3 separate regions of the Mus musculus genome follow, and all the other regions are linked to region 3. The links are chromatin contacts, called in public HiCAR-type and promoter capture Hi-C maps. All regions are on one chromosome and are shown on one strand. Each heading gives the region's core, a stretch centred on a gene start, on an enhancer-like site or on the middle of the called end of the contact. The rest is flanking DNA. Distances are from core to core; before and after follow the strand shown.

Region 1 (2,700 bases), core at 60-2,559, 140 kb before region 3:
CCCCAAGCCAAGAAGGGACAGAGCAAGGCATGCTTAGCTGACAGGCTGTGGGGAAAGCTTACGTAAGATCTGTGCAGGGGTCCGTGTCATTCACCAGGACCTGGAGCATAGAGCCCACGTTGAGGTCACTGCCGTGAATGGTGATCCTTGTACCCCCGGCCTTTGGGCCCATGGAAGGCTCCAGTGAGTGGACTGTGGGCAGCTGGGGAGAAGGAAAGGGATTGGGCTCTGGCTGCAGGCTTGTGGGGAATGAGCTGGGTGGTGAGAGGTGGTGGCCTACTTACCACATAGGAGAACTGTTCCCGAGACCTGCCTTCTTTGGAGACGTTCACCGTTACCACGTCTGAGAAGGCCCCTGCGGCAGGCCCTGTGGCACACACGATCCTGAAGGTGGGGCAGGCAAATGGGCAGAAGGTGAACCAGTGCCAAATAGTATCTGCCCATGGCCTCTGCCTCCCATTCCCACTGGGGCCATAATGCCGAACCAACAATGTTCTCCGTAGATGGTCACCGTAGGTTTGGCCAAGAGAGGCACGCCACTTCTGCTGTTTCCTCCAGATCAGTGGCTCTGAGACAAGGCTCAGATGGTCTCTGATACCAGGCAGCTTGCCCAGCTAGCCTGGCTGTCCACCTGATGCCCTTATCTGCAAGCCTGGCCCAGAGCCTTCCAACAGGAAGCCCAGCTAATTACCTTCTTGCAGACATCCCCTGTTGGGGCAGCTGTTGCACCCTGACCTTTATACCCCGCCAGCCCCTCCCCCCTCCAAACTTTACTAGTAGCAAAGTGGTTCTCATCAAAGCTCTGCTTATGTGGCAGGAGGCAGAGCCCCGAGGGCTTCTCTGAGGAGGCAGCAGAGAGCTGGCAGGATAAAGGAGTGGCCCAGGCAGAGACAATAGAAAGGCCCAGGCACAGCAGTGTGCCCTGTTGGGTGAGGGACAGGGCTGGGGGGAAGGATTAGGTTGGCAATGCCTGACACTCACTCCTCTGAAACGGTGTATCTGTCAGCCAGGGGTTCACAGGCCACACTGCCAATCCACACACCATGTGCCACATCACTGAGCCGACGGCCCAAGTTCCTGCCACGGATGGTCAGCAAAGTCCCACCGTCCAAGGGGCCACTCAGAGGCTCAATCTGCCAGGGGCGATGGGGGGCAAGGCAAGGGAAGGTCTGAGGCCTGGGTGTCTCTCTCACTGTCATGTGTGCCCACAGGAGGTGGGGCCACACAGACCCTCTGCTTAGCAGAGGCCTGGGGCAACAGATGGCTGGGCTGCATGGGTCCCAAGGCTGATGATGCCACGGGGTTCCTGATGGCTATGCCTGATTCAGCATCTAAGCCAGAAGCTGACTGGGCTAAGGGTGGGTACTTGACCCATGCTAAGCCAATCAAAATCCTCCCCTAAGATTTTTTTTCCCCCTAACCAAATCAGGCTGCTGAGCTGCTGAAATCCTCAACTGTCACCCGGTCAGAGGTTTCCTGGGTGGCTGTGAAATATCAATGGATCAAAGCCTAGCTTCCTCTACTTCCACCTCCCAGTGTCTGTGCCCCACTAAGACATTAGCCACGGGAGGTAACCTATGAGCCAGGAATGTTGTGTGTGCCTGGCGTGTTGTGTGCTTACCGCTCGGATTTCAGGGGCTGGGCAGGTGCCAGGGAGTGGCTGCAGGGGCCCTCTTAGACGACAGCCATCATTCCAAACACAGAGGTGACCCAGGTCCTCACGGCCCAGGCACTGGGAACAGTCAGGGCTGCCCATAGCACAGTTGTAGACCACAACTGTGGACAAAGGACAGCACGGTGAGCCTGAGGTGAGACGACTCTGGGGTTGGCAGCCATAAGGTTCATGGCCAGCTCCTACCTATGCTGCCCTGTGTCCAGGCCCCAGCCTCATCAACAGTCCTTCTCATGGGGAGGGACCCCATGTGGAGGAATTACTGACTCCCCCATTTTATGGACACGATTTATAGGGATCGGCTCACTGAGTCCTGGCGAATCTTGCAGTAAAGGCTTGTGACCTCACTTAATTCGGGGACAAGAGGGCTCAGAGAGGGAAGTAAGGTTCTGGGGGGTTACAACGGTCATTGGTGTAAGGCTGTCTCAGTGAGTGCTGGCCACCTATGGGATATGGTGCTTGTGGCTGCCAGGGCTGGGCCCTACCTCCTGGCCTGTGGGATAGACGGGACACTCACCTGTCATGGGGTTAGGGCTGTCTAGGAATCGGTCTGGCGGCCCCTTCAGCTTCAGACTCAGTGGAAATACCTGGCTCTTCTGGGTTGTGTGCAGCTGCAAAATGAGGAAGGGCAAGGGTGGGTGGGGCCTGTCTCTTGCAGGGGCAAGGGTGTCACCAAGATGGATGAGAGCAGGGGTGCGGGGGGGGGGGGGACGGGGGTAGAAGCAAAAGGCAGAAGCAGGCAGGGTGAGAGGAAGGAGGCCGAATGGGTTTCTCCTGCCCTGCTGGGCCTTACCACTTACCACCACTTGGTTGCAGCGGACCAGTGAGTTATTCGCCCATACAGCCTCAAAGCTCTCTTCCAGCCCAAAGCTGCACTCGAGGGAGGAACCCTGCAGACACAGGACAGAGGAGCCTTCTTAGAACCCATCCCCCATACCTGTGTCAGAACACAGAGGCAGCCTCTACATTGACAGGGGGGCTAGGGACTCCACCAGGCTTTTGCTGCCAGAATCTCCTTCCTGGCCATC
Region 2 (2,700 bases), core at 103-2,602, 220 kb before region 3:
ATGTGGGTCATAGCTAAAGGTTTCCAGTGGTGAGCAGAGCTTGGGTGTGAATGCTTCCTTCTAGCCTTCCTTTCTACAACAGCCCACCTCACCTACAACAGCCCACCTCACCTACAACAGCCCACCTCACCTACAATAGCCCATCTCACCTACAACAGCCCACCTCACCTACAACAGCCCACCTCACCTACAACAACCCACCTCACTTACAACAGCCCACCTCACCTACAACAGCCTATCTCAGACTCTATGCCCATCCAAAAAGGAGCTGTGTTGAGAGCCTCTTGCCTGAGGCTGTTCCCCTCGCTCAGTTTCTGCCTGCTTTGGTCACTTGTCCCTTCAGCTGGTCCTTGTAGTTGGTCTAGAGTTGATGGTTGTTACTTGGAAGAGGAGTCCGAGGCCTCAGCCAGTAGCTTCAGCCTCAATGCCATGACAGGTGCCAGGGTTTTCTTATTAGACTTTGTAGCGTTGGGAGGTAGGAGGGAAGCTTTCGGTTGTTAGGCATTGGAAATTCCTAAAAAGGAAAGAAAAGTGAACATACTAAATTTATAATTGCAGTTTAAATTAGTTGAAGGGAATTAACTAAGTTGCAGTTGGAGCTGACTCCTTCAGTGGTTTTATGTGTTCAAATTGCCTTCATTAAACTGTCAGCATCAATTGACTGCTCACTTTTACTAGATTTATAAATAGGAAAACATTTGTAAATTGACCCTAAACCTTAAAGCAAAAACTAGGTTTTTAGGGTCATTTTTCTTAAATTGAATAAAGAATAAAGGGCAGTCTTTTCAAGTGAATAAGCTCAGAACATAAACAGAGAAGAGGCTGGGGTAGGCTGACGGCCATGTGTGCTGGGTGAGCGAGGGAAAGACTCCCCGGCCTCCAGGATGGCTGAGGAGGGCTGGCTAACTTCCCAGTACTTAGGTCAGGCATGGCAGACTTTAGGGGCCAAGGGTTCGGCAGGGTTGAGGGGAAGAGTGGGCTCCAGAGGTGGAGAGGCCTGCGTAGGAGATGGAATAGCTCAGGAGAGGCAGCCCCCACCCCCTTGCCTTCCTACCGGTCTCCCTACCCGGCTAATGTTGGCGAGGAAGCCCTTCCTGGTTGTGGTTGTAGACTGGTCTCACTTGCTGTATGTTCTCTTTCCTCAGATTGGGAAGGATCGGCCACTGAACTTTGACCCCTGTTGCATCAGCTACTTCACTAAAGGAGAGTACATTTTGGTGGGAGGTTCAGACAAGCAGGTATCTCTTTTCACCAAGGATGGAGTGCGACTGGGGACCGTTGGGGAGCAGAACTCCTGGGTGTGGACCTGTAGAGTGAAACCTGACTCCAATTATGTGGTGAGTAAGAGGAAGTTCACCCTGCAGAGCATTGCTAGAGGAGGCCCCAGGCAGCCAGTGCTCCTAATAGGTGGAAGGGAGATGGCTCCTCCCCTCAGCCTAGATTGACAGCTCTCCTGTACACAGGTGGTCGGCTGCCAGGATGGCACCATCTCCTTCTACCAGCTCATCTTCAGCACAGTCCATGGGCTCTACAAAGATCGGTATGCCTACAGGGACAGCATGACAGACGTCATCGTGCAGCACCTCATCACAGAGCAGAAAGGTAAGAGGCAAGCTTGCCCTTGCTTATAGACACTAGCAAAAGGGGTGAGGACTGGGCTAGGGACAGCACATTCGAAATAATAGGAAATATCTCCCCTGGCCTTGCTTTAGCTTCTAGCAGTAGAAGGAGGATGAAGATCTCTTTGAGGATCTAGCAAAAGCAGTAAAACCTGTTTTGTTTTTTAAAAGCACCAACTCTTTACATTTTACAAATAATTCCATGGTGTAAAATGGACTCCATGAGACATGGAGGCTGACAAGTCAGAGTTGTAATGGCTGATGTGCATGAGGCTTTGTGGACATTTACCCATATCTGTCAGAGCCACTTTGGCATACTTTCCCCTCAGCCTCTACTCACTTCTTGGTGGTCCTTCTACTAGACTTGTAGGGGCAGTAGATAGGCTCAGGCTTTGTCAGGGGATCTGGGATCCAACCTCGCCCAGTCTAAATGTGACAGTTCCCTTCTGTTCACATAAATAGCTCTGCAGCTGAAAGAGGTCAAGTTCCACTCAGCGGTGTCCATCCCTGGATGTGCTGAGCACATATGCTATTTGTATGCTGCTGACCAGATATAGCCAGGTGGCTTTGCATAGGGGTTCCAGTTGGGGACCACCCTGTAGATTCAGGATGGCTTCTTTTGTCCCTGCCAGGGTAGATCTATTTTGGAAATTCCATCTAGGTGGCAGGAATGTAGCCACTGGGACAGCTCAGCACATCCTCCATGGTGTTTACCCCACTTGGTCTGTAGAGAGGCAGAGCTTGCCACATAGAAGTCCCTGTGGTCGGGAAGGTTGCAGGGGTGTGGCTGGCTATGAGATGTGTCATTTTGGTGGGCTCCCGATCACTAGGGGCCTTCTTTGCTGTGCAGAATGAGTCTAGATGTCCTCAGCCATGCAGGACAAGTGTCGGTAGCATTGACTGCTTGACCGCTCTGTTTCTCCCTGAAATGGTAGCATATGTAGCTCTGCACCCCACTCAGCACAGAGGCCTCCATGTGGCAGGTGCTCTGGGGAGAGTTGTTAGCAGACTGACCTAGTTTTACTCTTAAGTGTATGTCTGAGTGCCTGCATGTCTGTGTGCCATGTGTGTGCAGTACTTG
Region 3 (2,700 bases), core at 90-2,589:
TGAAATAAAGTTCACCTCTTACCTTCTCTTTCCACACAGCCTCTGCATTAACTAAGGATAGAGCTAAAACTACATACGGGCCCGCACCCACGAGAGCCCACCGATAAAAACTACCTTTTCTTAAAGGGCACTACACTTTTTTATTTTATATTTGAAAGTGTTCCGTGAAACTGACTTTTTAGAACTCTCTAAAGAGCTGCTCCACCAGCTTCCCTGGAAGGCTTCCTACACACTCTACTAGGTATCTAAGTCTCTACACAACCCCTCACCTTTAAGATTTTCCTGTGGCTTTTGGCTTCTTCAACTGTTTTGTGCTTTTTTTTTTTTTTTTTTTTTTTTTTGAGTTTAGTGAAATTTGTATGAAAGTCCTGATTCCACAGAGCAGGCAGGCTTTCTTCTGTTGATTTACAAGCTATTATTTTGCTAATTAAATATATACATCTGACCTACAATTACTACCTACCCACATTCTTCTGAAACTGTCAGGGGTAAATATGACAAGTTGGTCCAGATTTGAAGATGACAGCTACAGTTTTAGGGGCATACAGCCTGGGGCTGGCAGTGCAGGCAACCTTCAGCTTTGTGTCCATCAGATCAAAGAACAAAAGGCAGAGCTTCCTCCCCAGACCTTCCTTAGCACCAGAGAAAGGCAGGCTTGACATAAAAGTCCCATCAAAAAAGGAAACCCTGCAGAAGCCAGAGTTCCCAGTAAGACACACCAGAAAACTGACCCACCTTGGAGAGCTGCCGCCTGAGGCTAAAGCGCTGGACCATGGTCGTGAGGATCTCCTAACAAAGCGATCTACCCAGAAAGGGTGTCTTTTTCTTCTTTTATTAAAACACAGCTTCTTGGGGGAAGTCACTGGCGGCACATTTGAAGGCTGACAGAGTTCGATGCATTCCCCAGGAGTCTCAGCAAACTTGGAAGCACTTCATTGTTCTGCGGAGACAGCACAGCCTAGGAGCGGCAGGCGGGGCGGATCCCAGCCCAGTGCCAGGCTCTCCCCGCACTTCCTGTGTCAGCTGGAGGGTCCAGCCGTAAGGACCACCCCTTCCCCTCCCGCCAACCTTCAGGCAGGGTGCCGGGTACCACCTGAGCCTCCGGTCTTTGCTCTTGAGGCGGAGGCTAGAGGTGGGTGGCACCTGCCGGTATGGCAGCATCTGCTGCCCGGTTCGAGAGTCAGAGCCCGGCCTCCACCCAGGTAATCCCTGAGAATAGAAGGGGATGGTGGCGAGGGGGAAAAAGGAGGTGGGAGCGCCAGCCGCCACCAGCTCCAGCTCCAAACGGAAACTCCTCCCAGCTGACTCGCAGCTGTGCGGCTTTGTCTAGTATAATTGGCCGAGCCTTTCCTCTTATTCACCGAAAGGCTCCAGTGGGAAGGAATGTCAGGTGCAGGGAGCATACTTGGACGGTGACTACAACTCCGGGCTCAAGTTAAAGGGTAAGGCGGCCTCCAGAGGTGAATGCCTCTCTTGTTGGAACAAAGTATTTTAAAAAACTGGCGCACAAATCAAATAGACCAGCTTAGAGTGCATCTATTCAAATAAAGGGAAACGGAAAGTGACAACCTCAGGGGAGATCCAAAGATCGCTGGCCACTCTTCTTCCTCTAAATGAGCCAGCCTCTTCTTCCAAATGAGGACAGAACTTGGTATCCACGGGTTTAGTGCCTACAGTGCTCTCTATTTCTGTGTGCAGGACTAGGACCTGTACTAGGTTTGTGGCTTTGGTAGGTGTAAACTCCAGATGTACAATCAGAAGTCACATCTACTGTCCCACTGACTTCTCAAAACATCCCTTTCAAGTTTGTGCTAGAGGACTTTTCAGACAAATTAGGAACCTTCTCTAAAACCTCAATATAATTATTATATGTTATTATATTCTTCAGTCAAGAAAAGTGGAAAAATTAATTTGAAAACAAAATCAAGTTTCTTGCAAGGCTATTCTTAATTACTCCAGTTCCCTGCACTGGCTTCCAATTACTTACAAATAGAATGCAAGATGCTCTCATCTCATTCTACAGAGACATAGTATCTTTGACATCACTGACAAGTTACACCAAATTTAAACCAAGGCAGGCTCCAAAAACATAAATCTTGCCTCTTAAAAGTCATAAATACAAAAGGGTTTTCCTGCTTAAAAAAATAATATAAGTTTCAAAGCTTAAAAGTAACAACTTAGAGCAACTATGACTAATAGTGGAAAATGGCCCATATTTATGATGTAGAGTATGCAAAATAACCTGAATCTGAAACAAACAGATTAAAACAGTGGTTCTCAACCTGTGGGTCATGACCCCTTTGGGGATTGTGAGACCCTTTCACGGGGTCACATATCAAATATCCTGAATATCAGATATTTATTACATCATGATTTATAACAATAGTGAAATTACAGTTATTAAGTAGCAATGAAAATTATGCTTGGGGGGTCACCATAATATGAGAAATTGTATTAAAGGGGTAGAGCAGCATTAGCAAGGTTGAGGCATACTGGATTAAAATAATTTCAAAGTGCAAAGTTAGTTGGCTTAGAGTGAACTTCTGCAGAAATTGCTTTTTCTTCTCACAGAAAATGAAATAGTCTCTGGAGCTGAACTTGGTGACCCATCACCTCTAATCCCAGCACACTCAGGAGATGGAACAGAGAGGATCATGAGCTAAAGTCAATTTGGACTGTACAGTGAGATCCTGTCACCAA

Evidence for each region. HiCAR-type assays count read pairs that join an accessible place to other places. Capture Hi-C pulls out chosen DNA fragments and counts their contacts.
Region 1: a contact with region 3 is called in a promoter capture Hi-C map of adipose tissue. The contact joins two enhancer-like sites. A contact is called at or near these places in 2 of 115 datasets of contacts at active chromatin or transcription factors (embryonic stem cells and pancreatic cancer cells) and 3 of 9 other capture datasets (adipose tissue, liver and pancreatic islet).
Region 2: a contact with region 3 is called in a HiCAR-type map of embryonic stem cells, with 3 times the contacts expected there. The contact joins two enhancer-like sites. A contact is called at or near these places in 1 of 39 promoter capture datasets (the C10 cell line), 4 of 484 Hi-C or Micro-C datasets (bone marrow-derived macrophages, embryonic stem cells and muscle stem cells), 11 of 115 datasets of contacts at active chromatin or transcription factors (acute myeloid leukemia, embryonic basal ganglia, embryonic forebrain and 3 more) and 4 of 9 other capture datasets (adipose tissue, embryonic stem cells, liver and 1 more).

The regions. Positions count from the first base shown.
Region 1 is chr6:115,967,687-115,970,386 of GRCm38.p6, forward strand. Plxnd1 (plexin D1) reads right to left here. Exons shown (of 36, transcript NM_026376.3): 10 at 2,473-2,562; 11 at 2,190-2,283; 12 at 1,622-1,776; 13 at 982-1,133; 14 at 285-384; 15 at 63-202. Among named protein-coding and RNA genes, the nearest start is that of H1f8, 24 kb to the left of the region's middle. Within about 2 kb of position 1,310, at least 41 of the 459 cell types and tissues checked have an H3K27ac peak or open chromatin away from gene starts, as enhancers often do. A contact at or near this core is called in adipose tissue, where this site is marked.
Region 2 is chr6:115,885,764-115,888,463 of GRCm38.p6, forward strand. Ift122 (intraflagellar transport 122) reads left to right here. Exons shown (of 29, transcript NM_001167763.1): 9 at 1,146-1,337; 10 at 1,464-1,602. Among named protein-coding and RNA genes, the nearest start is that of Ift122, 34 kb to the left of the region's middle. Within about 2 kb of position 1,353, at least 67 of the 459 cell types and tissues checked have an H3K27ac peak or open chromatin away from gene starts, as enhancers often do. A contact at or near this core is called in embryonic stem cells, where this site is marked.
Region 3 is chr6:116,106,577-116,109,276 of GRCm38.p6, forward strand. The region is part of intron 3 of Tmcc1 (transmembrane and coiled coil domains 1); the gene reads right to left. Among named protein-coding and RNA genes, the nearest start is that of Tmcc1, 85 kb to the right of the region's middle. Within about 2 kb of position 1,340, at least 268 of the 459 cell types and tissues checked have an H3K27ac peak or open chromatin away from gene starts, as enhancers often do. A contact at or near this core is called in adipose tissue and embryonic stem cells, where this site is marked.